2 separate regions of the Zea mays genome follow, and region 2 is linked to region 1. Evidence: chromatin contacts called from public Hi-C data. All regions are on one chromosome and are shown on one strand. Each heading gives the region's core, a stretch centred on a gene start, on an enhancer-like site or on the middle of the called end of the contact. The rest is flanking DNA. Distances are from core to core; before and after follow the strand shown. Region 1 holds the start of LOC100273702 (putative protein kinase superfamily protein). Region 2 holds the start of LOC100282826.

Region 1 (2,700 bases), core at 20-2,519:
ATATCGATTTAGTTCAACCTCTTCTAAAACTTTTTAGGGCTCCGTCCCTATAGATAGGAATGAAATGTTGCTAGTTGTTGGAACTGTCCTGACACGTGGTTAGGTGGGTCCAACACTCAGGAGACAAGTGGGATCAGGTGCACAATGAGACAACAAGCAAAGAACTGTAGAGCTTTGTTATGCTTGCCCCATCTGTATAGGGTAGGGTATTTATAGGTGACCAGGAGGGGTAATGGGTCCCTAAGTACTGTTACACCCCTAGTTACCTGCTATATTCCCAGAATATTTCTCTCAACGAGTCATTACAATGGGTGGAGTACCGTAATCCGGTCGTACTACAAAATCTACCCGCAAGGGGGCTTACAAGTGGGCCTAGATGACAACCGGGGGGGGGGGGGGGGGGGGGGGCGGAGTCCTCGGCTTCTTCGTAGTCTCATGAAGTCTCAAGTCTCCACCTGCGTGTCGCACCCTTGGTTCAGCGAAGTCAGCGTCGGAGGCAGAGCCTCCGTGGTTCAGCGAAGTCACGTCCTTGCCTTCGCTTGGTCCGGGCATCACCGTCGGTGAAATGCCTTGGGGGAAGGGGGTGACTGGGGCCCTCTGCTTAACTCCCTTGTGAGAAGTCGTGTGAAGACTGCTATGTGTCGAAACTGAAGTACCCTTCGTCTGATGCTCATGTGTAAAAAATATTTTTTTGTAGTCGGATTAGATAGATCGAGGTCAAGTTCAGCTTCCGCCCCAACATTAGTTCCTGGTTTTCCCATAATCCTACATGCATATCCGGTGGCAGTCGAAATTAAGGCTACATGGAAGAATCAAAAGTTTCAGCCCAAAACTACCAAAGTTTGTCCATCTGATCTACTATAGAACGAAGCCATATTCGACGGAAATGTACAATTATTTTATAAAATAGTCCGAGAAAAATGAGATTGCACGTGAATTACAAGATTTTACTTTAGCCACTATATATGTTGTCGTAGTTATTTTTGTTTAAGAGTGTCACTTTAGACCTAGTTTAGATACTCTATTATTAACCCTAATCCACATGTATTGAGGTAAATTATGGTGTAACTTAAAGTAATTTACACCGTAATCACCTCAACACAGTAATCAAACAAAGCCTTACAGACGCACGTAATCGTCGTGATGAGCAATACTTGTTTTGTATTATGCCATTATTTTACATCGCGGGTATTTAGCGGTTTCTCACAGACGTTGTAAATATGGCCACAAATTAGTAGCAGCCCACTGCCCACCGAGGCAGAGTAGAAACCCCATCATGCCGCATCACGGCATCACGCGCGTGCCTTCCTCGACCCTCGCTACTGCTACTGTCTCGTCTCTTGCTCGCATCGTCTGGGGACCGCGGAGCGGCGGCGGCGTGGCGCAGCGGCACGGCAGCCTCCCCCTCGCTCCTCCTACTCCGGCTCTTCCCCTCTCCCCCTCAGCCCTACGCCCCTGCGCGGCTGCGTGACCTGCGTCCAGCCGCAGCGGCTGGTGCCCATCGGCGGCAAGTAGCAGAGCAGCAGCAGCCGCCGGCGGTCCTCCCCTCCCCCTCGGCCTCGCTCCGGCTCTCCCAGTCCCAGCTCGAGCTCCGTACTGAAGGTTGAAGCAAGGTGAGCACAGCCAGATCCATTTCTTCAGAGTAAGACTTGAGATTTTATTTTATTTTATTTTTGCATCGCGTATATAGCATAGCCAGCCGTTAAATCCTGACTCCGCCACTGGTCCCCAGGCCTCCATCTTTGAGACCCTCGCGGGCGACGAGCTCTAGTCTTCTGTTCCTGCTGTGCGAGACGGAGCACCCAAACCCAAGCTATTTATATTCGGATCTGATCTGATCCAATTACAAGTGTAGTTTACACGTACTGTGCCTACAACCTCGATTTTCCGTCTCCTCTTTGCAAAGAAGTATTGAATGTATACTGGGTATGCGTCCTAAATTAAGCTGCGTGCTTATTGTAGAAGCCGCGCATAAAAAGGTGGCCCTTCTGGAAGGATCGCGCGGGCCAAGCATGTCTATCACCATCATGAGTAATACCGGGTCGTGATGCAATGGCGTGCGCTGTTTTTTTTTCGTGATAGTTGGTTGACATGAAAAAAATTGCTGTAGTTTTGCTGGACCGCGTTCAGGCCACCCACTGGTTAAGTTTAGGTACCCTTGCATTTGCAGTGTTTATGGAATTTATTAGGCTTCTAGTACTTCATTCTTTTTTTTTTACTTCTGCTCGAGTAACATTCTAGTTCTTCTCTAGGTGGTCAGAGGTACTATCATGGTAGCCTGATGTGGAATTTAGTCTAATGTGCATGATCATTCTGTTGCATTCATTTCCGTTGATGTGCTGTGTCTTTTCTACTGAACTTGTGAATGCTTCCAGAGTAGATTTTGTCAAATACAAAGGACCTTCTAGCACACAGCCATTTCCTGCTAGGTTTTGTTAACGTGTACTAAGCTATTGTGTATTCGACAAATGCTATTTTTGGATGGTATTCAATCGCTGCTTCAAACTATAAAGGTATACCTGGGCCTCATGTACACACCATTACTTGGGCACAGGTAATAATGTTCAACCTAGAAAAACCCCATATATTTGCTGAATTCTACCTTTTGGAAATATCCAAACGTACCGATGTATTATGAACACCCCCAAATAACTTCTACAAGGAGAAACACACAGCGCAGGAGGTACTTCCGCCACTGCC
Region 2 (2,779 bases), core at 97-2,596, 500 kb after region 1:
CCAGGCCAACCTTTTGTTCTAAATGTTGAAGCAACTCCAATTCAGAAGGATCAAACTTGACTCCAGCAGGCAGCCCAGGCCACTGCATGGCAACCTGCAGAATGCAGGAAAAACTTGCTCAGATATGTAACACCTAACAGCTGAATATGATCTGAAAGCCAAATACCCCTTCTCCAACAACCTAAACAGAACAAATGCACTTACATCGCTGTTATCAATAACATAACTGCAGTTTGGGCATTCCCTCCGTGCTTCTGCAATCAGTTGGCTTATTTGGCGATTAGCGCTAGGATTTGCATATCTTATTTTCTTAGCAATTCCCCTACATGTTATCAGCCATGACCTGTAACAAAAGAAGCACATTGTTGCTGGTCCCAAAAGAAGTACTTGCACAAGATAATTTGAAGACAGACGTGCTCAAAATAGTTGAAATTTATGTATTAAAATACTAGTCGTCCATGTGTAGCAGAAACATGAATTGTCTGATGTCCCATTCTTGAAAATAAAACCCTGGCGAGAACAATTGGTGGCTGGAGTCCAGTGGCAAAGCATAGAATGAACAACCTAAAATGTTAGCCACACGTCAGGGCAGAACATCTGCTCTGTTTCTCTGCTCCTTTTATTTTTGTTTCTCATCCCCAATCTGGGCATGGATGCAAAACTGTTCATGATAAAAATTTGACTCGAAGCAGCGTGCTAGTGCCAGCAGAAGTAATTGTAATCCAAGACCTTTTGAAGCTAATGCTACACATCGGTACTACCCTGACCCCGTTGCAACCTTTTGACACTAATGCTACACATCGGTACTACTATACTGTTGTGATTCAAATACAATGCAAACCTCTGTAATTCCCACAATCGAAAAAAGCCGGTTTCGCTCACAAGTCACGGCACCGGCCAAGGCAGATCAGAGTCCGACATAGGAACTCGCAAGTCATCCAATCTGATCCAAATGAGAGGAACGCGCGACCCAGAAGCCGCATTCCTATAGTGCAGAAGGGGTGTAGAAGAAGGGGCCCTCGCAAACACTAAACCCTCGCCTGACCAAACCCGAATCCCAAATGCGCCGCGTGATCGAGGCAAATGATGTCGAGATCGAGAGAGAGAGAGAAATGAAGCGGAGGGTGACTAGTACCTCGCCATAGTGGCGCGCGGGGTCCGCGCCGGCGAGTGACGTCGGGCGAAGGGGCGGCGGCGGCGGAACGGCGCCTACTGGCTACCGCACCCGGTCCGGATGCGTGCGCGGCCGGCACGTCCGCCGCGCCGACCAATTATAACGCCCTCCCGTTCCCAGATCCCAGTCTCCCCCCTACTGGCCACTGCTGCTATTGGCGACAGGGGTGGGTGTGAAGAGGGAGGGCTTGGAAATCGCAAGGCGGAGGCGGGAAAGCTCGTGGCACGGCGGGGACTGGGAAAGGCGGGCGACCGTTGCAGCTTCCTTCGCCCCGACCCTTTCCTTCCTTGGCAAGCCGCGCACGCGAACCGAGATTGCTCGCGCGCTCGTTCGTTTGATCGTTTCGTTCCTTGCCTCTTCATCGCGGAGCCCATGATCCATGGCTACATGCCTGACGCCGCTCCCGCAAGCCCAGCGTCTGTCCAAGAATGGGCGGTCCGGCCCAGATCGCGCTCGTGAGGCGATGCTAGCCCGTTTCCTTTCCCTCCTCGGCAACGTTTAAGTGTGGGCCGAAATATGCACGCCCGTTCTGCGTCCCCGTCGTGGGCTCCCCGATGGAGAGAGAGAGAGAGGCGACAGCACTCACATTCACGAAGATTCGTGTGGGTAGCAGGACAGTGTGGGAGTTTACAGTAGGTTTGACCTTTGAAGGGACGTTCAGTTGTATAGTAGTTAGCTATGTGCCTCGCTCTTACCTGTAACCTATCCACCTCAACAGAAAGCCTCAGCAGTGCACCGGCCGGAAAACAAAGGCTGACGTGACGAACGGGGAAGAAAGGATGGACTAGGATCGCCGGCGCCGGTCGTGCCGTACCAACCGACTCAAGTGGCCGGTCAACACTCTCAAGCGATTCGTAAGAACGTACAGAAAAATGAAGGGCTGCAGGCTAAAGCTGAACGCACAACTAACAGTAGCTAATACTACAGGCATCCCACAAGTGCCCCACTGCAGAAGATAAATAAATTTACGTACAGTGATGGGTAGCTGACTGCCCTCTCCGGCCACAAACCCCCCACCCCCACGCGAATCTTTACCGAAAGGTTGGTGGCCAAATAACAATATCGTAACTTAATACTGTAGTTCCTAAGGCTCTCTTTCCAACACAGGATTTGTTTTTCTGTTTAATATGTTTTTCTCTATAAAAATAATCTGGTTTCTGAAAAAACATTCATGTTGGATACCGGATACGGAGAGTATAAATACTCGTTTTTGGAATACAAATTTGGATGCTTTTATATTTAGGACTGATATAGGTAGTATCTAGATAGTACAACTTAGTATTCGGAGCGAGAACTATCCATTAAACATCGGATATTCAGAACAGATACGGGCACCGGGGTTTTGGGTGCCCTTTTTTTCTTGTACAATATTTTTAATAAAATCATAACCTTTAAATATGAACTCGTATTGCATTTCATCACATTTTTATTTGAACACATATTAATGTCAAATCATTAAAATAATGTTAATTTATATCAAAGTAGCTTAATAGACATTACATGTGTAACTCTAATACTTCATAGCTTATTAATAGACTATATTGTTGGACCTGCCGACACATGGACAAGTGGGCCCAAACACTTGGAAGCTGACAGGGCTTAGGT

Evidence for each region. Hi-C and Micro-C count contacts between places; a contact is called where the count stands out from the background.
Region 2: a contact with region 1 is called in a Hi-C map of leaf, with 4 times the contacts expected there. The contact joins the promoter of LOC100282826 here to the promoter of LOC100273702 in region 1. A contact is called at or near these places in 2 of 25 Hi-C or Micro-C datasets (ear and leaf).

What each region holds. Positions count from the first base shown.
Region 1 is chr4:135,004,010-135,006,709 of Zm-B73-REFERENCE-NAM-5.0, forward strand. It overlaps LOC100273702 (putative protein kinase superfamily protein), which reads left to right and starts at 1,270. Exons shown (of 8, transcript NM_001360295.1): 1 at 1,270-1,613; 2 at 1,733-1,862.
Region 2 is chr4:135,506,676-135,509,454 of Zm-B73-REFERENCE-NAM-5.0, forward strand. LOC100282826 reads right to left here and starts at 1,347. Exons shown (of 6, transcript NM_001397644.1): 1 at 1,136-1,347; 2 at 205-343; 3 at 1-94. The coding sequence starts at 1,143.